2 separate regions of the Mus musculus genome follow, and region 2 is linked to region 1. The links are chromatin contacts, called in public Hi-C maps. All regions are on one chromosome and are shown on one strand. Each heading gives the region's core, a stretch centred on a gene start, on an enhancer-like site or on the middle of the called end of the contact. The rest is flanking DNA. Distances are from core to core; before and after follow the strand shown.

The links. A called contact is a pair of places that touch in the nucleus more often than the background predicts.
Region 2: a Hi-C map of the HPC-7 cell line shows a contact between it and region 1, with 2.8 times the contacts expected there. The contact joins two enhancer-like sites. A contact is called at or near these places in 1 of 15 datasets of contacts at CTCF or cohesin (stem cell-derived epiblast-like cells), 32 of 484 Hi-C or Micro-C datasets (the HPC-7 cell line, the Patski cell line, Sertoli cells and 18 more) and 3 of 115 datasets of contacts at active chromatin or transcription factors (epiblast stem cells, kidney and stem cell-derived neural progenitor cells).

Annotation. Positions count from the first base shown.
Region 1 is chr3:128,209,213-128,214,309 of GRCm38.p6, reverse strand. D030025E07Rik (RIKEN cDNA D030025E07 gene) reads left to right here. Exons shown (of 6, transcript NR_045704.1): 2 at 2,704-2,791. Among named protein-coding and RNA genes, the nearest start is that of D030025E07Rik, 20 kb to the left of the region's middle. Within about 2 kb of position 3,524, at least 3 of the 459 cell types and tissues checked have an H3K27ac peak or open chromatin away from gene starts, as enhancers often do. A contact at or near this core is called in the HPC-7 cell line, where this site is marked.
Region 2 is chr3:128,333,656-128,338,809 of GRCm38.p6, reverse strand. No RefSeq gene overlaps it. Among named protein-coding and RNA genes, the nearest start is that of Gm52639, 37 kb to the left of the region's middle. Within about 2 kb of position 1,574, at least 2 of the 459 cell types and tissues checked have an H3K27ac peak or open chromatin away from gene starts, as enhancers often do. A contact at or near this core is called in the HPC-7 cell line, where this site is marked.

The DNA.
Region 1 (5,097 bases), core at 2,275-4,774:
GTACCCAGTAGAACTAAATGGCAAAACAATTATCTAGAATATGGCCAACTCTTCAAAACGAAGCGATCTGATTCATCTTTACTGGATTTAAATTAACAGACTGTAAACACTCAAGTAAACAACTCCAGGGCACAGTCCCATCTCCCTTTTTATTTTTACCATAGTATATTTATTGAAGGAAAAGTAGGTTTTGAATAAATGTGCAATAATGACTCATTATTTCCCTTCAACAATTTTGAAATATTCCAAACCTACAGAAAATTTGCAACAACTGTGCATACTAAACCGTCGCTCTCTCCCTAGGCTGACCAGTTGCTAACATACAAATTTGGTTACATTTGCATGTTCATCTATCTTTCTCATTGTCTGTTGCCTGTACATACTCACATATGCAATGTGCATACTCATGCTTCCTGATCTCGGCACACATCTGTGTGTTAGTCTCTGCACAGTATCAGTGTCCAGTTACACACACACATTGTACTAAGTCACGTGGAACCCAGTGGGCTGCACAATCATAAGCTAACAGATAAGGCTAGTTCTTGCCCAGGGACACCAACAAAATCATAAAACCCTCTAATACTTAAGCACACTGACTTTCTCATGAAACTTTAAATTAGTTCATACACTATAATATTTATAAATGAAATTTTATCATCTTTGTCTCAATTATCACCAAGTTAAACACATTTTAGCATTTTACTGAGTCTAATGTCAATAACCTGTCTTCCTTCTGCCATTTTCCCTCCCCTGGCCCCCCCCACTGGCAAGCATACTTCCCACTTAAGCCAAAATCATATGAAACTAGGACCAGATCATTCCAGATTATGCACATCATAAGATGCCCAAAAGCCACTGGCAAGTTTTCTGATGATACACAGTTTAAAAGTGGATAGTCTGGGTACACAGCCTGGCTTCACATCTAACTTTGTACCACTTCACATTTTAAACCTTGTGCCACTCAGCCATGAGAACTGGAGTCACATTGTTACCTTCAGTTCATCAAAGTTCATCTTGTGATTCCTAAAACAGCAAAAGAATTCTAATGTTGTTTAAATGTATGTCTGATAAAGAAATCCACACAACAGACAAAAACAAACAAACAAAAACACTTTTGAATTAAAACCCAGGTGCCCAGAGTGATTCCTCCGACACTTGGATGCCTACAACCCATATAAAAGCTAAGTGTAGGGGCTGGTGACTGACTGTTACTAATAGACAGATACTCAGAGACAGCTGGCCATTTAGTCTAGACAGCTGCTGATCTCTTGAGCTCAATGAGATACCTTGCATCAAAAAACAAAACAAAACAAAACAAAACAAAACAAAACAAAACAAAACAAAACAAAACAAAAACTCATGGTCAGAATGATTAAGGAATTCATCCAATGTTAACATCCAAACCTGGTCCCAGCATGCATACATATTCACGTGTACATACAGACACTCATACATACATACACACACACACACACACACACACACACACACTTACTTTATTCATTCTGTTTACTAAGCAACAGTGAGAAAAGGCAGACAAGCCTGTGTTGTGTTTAGATCAGGTGTGGATAGAATGTCCGATGTCTGACTGTAGCATCCTTGGGCCAATGTTGTTTCCTTCATAGCAGGGATTAGAAAGTCACACACAGAGACTCTCATCCAGTGCTTGAGAAAGAAGATTCCTCCTCCCTTTTGCTCTTCTTCCAAATGGCAATAAGTCACATCAGAGGACACAGTTTCTAAAGCACGATTGCACTTCTTGAGTAGTGGCACACACTTAAGACAGACATGCAGTAATCCTGGGACATAGTGCTTGGAGTGTCTTATTGCTTAATTAGAGCTGGCACTGGGCCACTTCTTCTCAGCCTTGAAACAGTGCAAGAGCCCCGGCAAGAGTCATGGCCATGAGAAGTGTTATTCCAGGAGGACAGAAGGTAATGGCACTATGCCATCTACAGAAAACAAAGCCAAGTGCTCTGTCTACTGCAACAAAACATCCAAACGCCCAGCATTGTTGCAGCCAGGGAATAAATGCACTGCCATGCCCATAGCTTGGCTTTAAGCATGACATGTTGTAGTAAAAACTTTAGAATCTTCACTCACAGGACAACAAGCCATGAAAGTACCGATTAATCTGAAAGATATCACCAGAAAAGCAAGTTTCAATAATCTACAAGCTGTATGCTGACAAATTTCAGATCAAGGTCACATATTATCCAATTATAACAATAAACATAACTTTGCTCCAAAACATTCATTCAACAAAGGTAAAAGAATTATTAAAATAACACAAATACAGTTTTCCTTAAATGGCTTATTGCCTTTTCTATAGAGGAAGGGAAGAAGACACTTGATTGTGACATATGCTCAGAGAACATAATTCTGCAATATTGTCATTGCAGGGAGATCATTGAAAGTGCTTAAAAATTTGATGGGGGTCTTTTCCAAATTTCCAGAAATTATTATTTTTAATTAACTAATATTTATGAAACATGTAAACATTCCATATCATGAGCTAATGACAAAAGAGAGAACAAACTAAAGCGTGAAAATGATTCCTGATGCCTGATTGAGCCTTGGGTCACTTAAGAAATGACTTCCCAGAGTATGGCAGGGCAGGTTGGCCTCTGGCAGAGCTGCAGTACCTCAGTTATGTGAAGCCTTGAAAGGTTGTTGACATTTCTCTAAAATATATTTCACCAGGCAACAAGATCTCCAGACAACAGACCCAGTGACATCTCCAGGTGATCTGATTTCCTATAGTGGGTCCCCAGTGGTGGCATCTTAAATGGTAAGTCCTATAAGGTGTCACTCCAATGGTGGACCCATTTTTATGTCTAGAGTTGGAGTCTGGGAATTGTCATCTCCAATGTTGGGGTAAAGAAAATGTCATCTTTAAAGATGACGACCATAAGAATTGTGATTATTCATTAAAATTCCAAAGGAATTTACTTTTTATGAATATGGTCAACTTCCTCTTAACAAAAGCCCACATAAGCCAGATAAAGACACCTAGAGGCTTTAAAATCAAAATACTTTGGCTCCTCAAATGTAACTTCAGGTAGATAATGGAAACTACAAAGAAATTCAAGAGATTCCAAGAAACACAAGCGATCTTAAGAAACATGTCAACTTGTTTGTTATTTTAGAAGGACCCTGGCCTGTTTCAAAATGCAAAGAAATGGTAGGAATATTTCAAAAGTAGAGTCAAAGGGCAGAATGCCTTTAAAATTCTGCTTTCTGTAAACTGCTGTCTCACAAGCTTTCTTTGATAAGAACGCTAAGAGTCTAGAGGCAGCATACGGTTTTTTAACTCTCAGAGGAATCAGGAAATGTCTCTGACAAAAACCAATCCAAGAATTACTTAATGCTATCTTTTTCTCTCCATGGGAAATAGAAAAAAAAAAACATGCTAAGTACTTTGTCTCCAGGATCACAGTTTGCTCGTCCTCTGCCTTGGCTTTGCTCACTGATGGACTATGATCAGGGCATGGAAGTCAAAGAACCCTTTCCCCCTCTCTTCTTCATGTTGTTTTTGGTCATGGTCCTTAGCCACAGAAACAGAATGCAAAATAGCACTGTGTGCTCTGACTCCTCTAGGGGGGGCCTCAGAAAATGCTCACACAGTTCTCTCCCTGAGCCTCAGGTGCAGGAACTGGGCTGTAACTGGATCACTTAGCACTGGGCTCCACATGATCTCTCTCACTCTTTGCATTTTGATCAGTTGTGGTTTTCGGGAAATAGTCACCATCTGTTACAAAGGGAAGTTTCTCTGATGAAGAGAGAGGATTACATTTATCTGTGGGTACAGGCGAATTTAGAATGTAGTTGGGAATTATGCTGCTTTAATGAGTTCCTGCACCTAAGGCTCAGAGATCAGTGCAGAAGAGGAAACAGAAAGACTGTGAGAGCCAGAGGCATGGAAAGGTTTGCTGTGAGATAGTCTCTTCTAGGAATGTCATAGAAGCTACACCCATGGAGTCTTATCAACATGGCTGCCAAAACAAGACCGACACAGTGAGGAAACCAGTGGGCATGCTAACATGGAATGGGGAAAGCTCAAGGGGCTTAAAGCCCAAAGAACCACGGTCAAATGGAAAGTGCTAAGAGAAAGACAAATGGTCTTCCCCAGAGAAGAGCATCCTAAAGATGTCGTCTCCATTACAAGTGCCATCCCAGAATCAGTCAAACCCTAACCCTAACCCTAACCCTAACCCTAACCCTAACCCTAACCCTAACCCTAACCCTAACCCTAACCCTAACCCTAACCTAATGGCATTGTGTTATATAGTTTGATTCAAGTTCAGACTTGACTGTTCACGGTGATGACATTCAGAAACACATAGACAGACCTCCACAGGCACTTCTCCTCTTCTTTCAATACTGTGTGTTCCTCTGTCATAGGCACTAGGGAAACAGTAGACAAGGGTCCTGGCAGTGTTGGCATGGCCCCTTACAAAGCATCTCTGGGTAGAAAGAAGCAGAGGCCAGGTGATGCCATGGGCCAAATTGCTTCCCGGTATCTGCCCAGAAGGGTTCGTCTTAGATTTATGTGCTGAGACATCTACTGATCGCGGATGTTCTAGAGAAATATCTCCAAAGCTTGGCTTTTCCTGGATCCTATCAAGTGAGGGAGAAGAAACAGATGTATCTTCCCAACTGGGAAAAGAAGACAGGGTTGTAAGTCAGAAAGAAACTATGTATGACGCATATGTGTCTGATTATACCTTGAGGTCTTTCCTTTGTACATATATCTAGAATATGCAGTTTGCTTCAATGTTTATGAATTGTGGACATTCTATCAGCTTGAGAGAAATTTACAGACTGCTCCTATAAATGTCAGGGTGGAATAGAATTATAGCTTGTTTGTTTAGCTGAATAGCTGTTTATCTCTGGGCCTTATCCTGATGCTGGCTAGGATTATCCCTCTGTCCAAACCCCAGAGTCAAGAAAGACTCCTGGCCATTTTTTTTCTTGCTTGTTTTTTTCCTGGAACATGTTTAAAACATGGAAGATGTTTTAAAATCAATTTCTTGGTTATAATTGCCTCATCTTTCAAGAGCATTTTAAACCCTACACATACTTCCCTTTGAGTCA
Region 2 (5,154 bases), core at 325-2,824, 130 kb before region 1:
ATACATATATTTAATATAAATGCTGCATGTAACCACAGAAATTGGTTGATGTGTGGACACGCACCTATTCCAAGTTGTGTATGTTTTCTGAAGATTGCAACTAAGAAATTGTGGTTGCTGATGTGTGCTTCACAATGAAGTTACATATCCAGCTGTCAGACTAATCTAGACTCTACAACTCTATTAATCTAAACTCTATCAGCTAAATGTGATTTTAAAAAAGGAAAAAGAAAGTTGGTTTTCTCTCTTACGAACCACAGGAGTGGTGAGTTGGAATTTGAGTAACAGATCTGAAAATCTACTTCTTATGCTGCAATTACTGCTGCTTAATTCTGTCTCCTCACTGTTATGCAGCCAGCATATGCTGTTACTACTTCTCAGGCACAAACAATTATAAAGCTCACTTGACAAATTATTAGAACCGGCTTAGAAAGGCCAATAGGTTTTACCATTCTTACAATTTCCACAATTTTGTTTGAAACCATGACTTTTCTTTGGCTTAAAGGTACAAAGGCCAAAACAATGTTATTTACCATGTGATTTTAAGGTAAATCTAGGTAAGAATGAATTATAATACTGATTTGAAATGACAGAGAAGGTTAATTTATGAGTTTGCTAACTGCTTTGTTACAGATACTGGACATTATTCTGTGTAAGAACACAGAAAGCAAAGGAATGCATTTACAGCAAACACCCCTATTTCACATGAGAGTGACTAGAAAATTTATAAACATAATTACTTCAAAATATGTCTTCTTTATGTGAACGATTTCTCTTTATCCTGCTGGGTAAGTGCACAAGTGCTGAAACTTTGCCAAATACTATTCTCTGGATTTATTTAAAATAAAAAGACAAATAAAAACTAGAGTAAAAAAATAATATAGATCAAAGTTACAAGAGATCAAATAGGGACTGCCTCCCCACTCCCACACACATTTTTCCTCAAGCAGGTATACATACATGTACATACACACCACAAACACACACACACATACATACACATGCACATACACACACATACTACACACAAACCCACATATATACATGCACACACATACATACCCATTCACCCACACACATACATAAACACAGTCACACATCCCACAAGCATACACATACAAACATTCACACACCACACCACACACACACACACACACACACACACACACACACACACGTATACCTTTAATACACACATGTGTGCATGTGTGTGTACATGTATCTTGACATTTTAATCGATCACAGCTGTTTCCAGTTTCCATTTCCATGCCATTTTTTCTCTGGCATGTAATGTGAAGATATCACTTCTTGTTTCCTTATTAGCCTACCGAATTTTCTTAGAAGAAATACCATCTGTCAGGATATATTTACAGAACCATGTATCAAAGCTTCACTCAGTTCACATGCTAACTTTTCAGACTTGGATGCTGAAGTCAGGTTGATCGGGAACTGCCTTATGCTAAAGTCTTGAGACTATGATTGCAGTTTTGAGGTCTGGGGTGCACTCACCGACATATTTGTCTTGTGGTCTAAAAGGACAGCAGAGGGAGCCCCAGCATGAGCTAAGATGAAGCACGGGCAGAACAAAGACTCTTCAGGGTACAGAGACAGGCACAGTGCCCTCTACTGGAGTTGCTGGTACACTCAGATTTCAACCTGAAACTGTGAGCCCTGAATCCTAAACCTGTTCTCAGCAACCTTGATTAGTGTCATAGTTAGGGCGCATGTAGCGGTGCTTTCAAAGTAAAGTCAACCTTACTTTCAGTTAAAAGTAAATACTTATTAATGATATTTGTTTATAAATACTTCATAGTGTTTCAAACAGAAAGATTAAAGAGCTGTACATTTTATCTGATTTTAAGAGGTTAAATTTCAAAAATTTACACACACACACACACATACATACTCACAAGTTTTAACTCATGCCCTGGTGCTATATTTAATGATTTGCAAGAGTTAAATGTGATATAGAAGGTTAAAAGAAAGTAAATACCTATGTTAAAAATACATGAATTTTGTGCTTAATAAGTCAAACTAATTTTTTTTGGAAACCTCACTCATCTTAAAAACTATTTTTTCATCACTATACAAATAACTTATTACAAAATCCTAACATGATACATAATGAACATCCTTCGTTTTGTGCTTACATAAGTACACGAATCTCAGGTAAAATAGATTTGGTCTTGCAGTACACGAACACAGTCTACGTTAAGGTTTGGGTCAGGGTTTATGTTGACTGAATGGCATATTAAATGTATATAATTTCCTTGCAGTGGTCTAAAGCTAAAGCCAGTTTAATCAATCCATTTCAACTTCTGCTAACTTCATAATTCTTTTTGAAGGCTAATGTACAGGAAGAGACCTTTTAGTTCCAAGTGTTTGATGAAGCCGGTAATTTTATTCTAAATATACAAATATTAATTGTAAGAAATCTCTCATTGTATTTTATCATGTAAGCAAATTCAAATCCACTATAAATGGCTTGTGACCAAGGCGTAATCATTCGAAAATAAGCTCACTGGTGGCTATCATTTTTCAGTAAAGTCTAACCTTAGATTTAAATAACATATAAGAAAGCATTATAGTACATTTAATTATCCCTATAATATTTTAGATGAGAAAATATTTGTTTCCCTAATATTTTATTATGGCTTTACCACTACTGGAAACATGTGAATGTGTTGTGGGAAAGAATATATTTGATGTTTTATTTACATTTTTGACTAATTGAAATTTTCTTTTCAGTGGTTTTTGTTGACTTTTATAACACTGTTTTCAAATGTATACCTTTAATACTAAAAATGGTAGATATGTATATATGCTGACTGTGTGCATATAGCATTGATTTACAGTAAAACTACATTTTACTGTTTTGTTTTCAGACAAGGCTATTGATAATGTAACCTAGGCTGACCTTGAACCCATGAACTTCCTACTACAGCTGTAATTACAGATATGAACCACCATGCTTGGCTAGAAAAAAAAAATCTTTTACTCGAAGAAAATGTGACTCTCAAGAGAGAGAAACATCCTCAACCTAGCGATTGAGTATAAGCAATTCTTTCTCCTTCATATTGGCCTACTAACATGAATAGTTTTCATTATCTATGCCAGGAAAAATCTTCCTTAGCTCTGCCTTGTTTGACCTGAAAAGCCATGAGGAAATTATAACCACCACCCGTGGCAACACATGGCTCTGCATCTTCCAAAACACAAGCCTGATGATCCAAATAAGTAAGAAGAACGCTACGTCACATATTTTATTTGATACATTTTAGGAAATGAATATTTAATGAGAAAAGGCACAAAGAATTTAAATACTGAAAAAAATGTGAGCTTGGTAAATTTAGTTATTGGTTATGTGCTTTTAAATGTATTTTGCACCACAAGTCAATGAGATGAATACTATTTTAATATTGTCTTACAGGTAAAAAAAAATATTTAGATTTACAGAAACAAAAATGATCAAGTAACAGAGCTTACATGAGAAGCCTTGGCACTTGATCACAGCCATTCTTGGTTTTGTTATGTCGCTTGTTCTTTAAAACTACAGCATTCCATCAAAAGAAATAGTAAAAGTTTATTATTGAGGGGAAATGTACAGAGGCTGTAAAAACACTTGTTTTCCTTTGTGGTAAACTCTGAGCATCTTAAACACTTAAGAAATGAGGTCATGGGTGTGGCCCATTACATTCATCCCATTTAATAGAAACTTCTTACAGATTTCTTCCTCAGGGACAGAAAAATTCAGAGAGCTAGCTAGATATGTATCTGCCTGGGTACATGAGACTATTTTTACAAAGATACGTTTTTCAAAAGCCCATGTCTTCTGTATTTTCAATTGTCAGGGTTCTTATTATGGTAAAAATTAAAGGACAGAAATTTCACTACTCCAGCTCTTATTCCCATCATTCTAACAGTTAAAGTATCTATAATATATATATATATATATATATATATATATATATATATATATATATATGTGTGGGGTGTGTGTGGGTGTGATATCACATTAAAGGGTATATAAGGAGTGAGAATTTGATAATTATAGCTAAGTAACTTAGCTAAGGAAAAACTAATTTTGAGTGTGTAAGAATAACACTTATCCTAACACAAGGGATTTTTTTTTCCTAAGCCTTCCCATTGAAGCATGTGTTGGATGGAGGGAAGATTTTTAGAGAAATAACCATTAAGGATAACTGGTAAGAAATACAACATTTGATTTCATAGGCATTACCATGCTTCAAATGTGAAACGTATCCTACATGCCAATCTGAATCCTGCACCCCCAGTAAAAAGGACTACATTCAAAGCTATGGAGTCCTTAAGGAGATGAGGTCTGATTGGTAAAAAAACATATCACCATTCCATGGTCTTAGAAGGTTATCCCAGACCCTGGTTCTCACCTGAACTTTCTGTTTCCTGCACTGGGACACGTGAACCAAGCACAGTCCAGACATCCCTGCTGTAGTCAATCCTAGCACCAAGCCTTCCTCCATCATGATGGACTGAAATCCCCTAAAAGCAATGAGCCAAAACCAAACTCCTTTTCACTTTCATTTTTTTCTGCCATGTATTTTGCCACAGGGATGCAAAATAAATTAATACATTGCTTTTTAGAAAAGTTCTACCCATGATCATTCATAAGTGAAATTAGTATTTAGTACAAAGGTTATGCTCCCATAACTATATATAGCAGAACTTACAAGATCATAAAAAAACCTTCATCTTCATAATTTCTGAAGCCTAAATAGAAAGCCAAAGACCAATTTTCATTAAAAGTTCAGTTTATGACCTAACACAATCACTACTTCTGGCATAACTAGGCAGTTTCAAATATTTCACTTGTATTGATTTATTCATCCCCCCTTCAAACTCCTAAAGGCAATCAGCCTGTTCTTTCCAGACAAGGAAACTGAAGCACATAGCTTACAAACATTTCCCAAGTCTGAAAGGCCCCTCTAAGTTAGTGCAGAGCCACAGAGCCATGTTCATGGATTCGCCATCAGGCTTACTCTTAAGAAACACCTGTCATTAAGTTCCATCTCAGAAGTTCTTCTGTGCTTTAAACCGCAGTAAAGGAGAGTTGGGAAAAGCCTCAGCTGAGTGCCAATGCTCCAGTGTTCTGCATACACTGCAGGTATCCGAGAG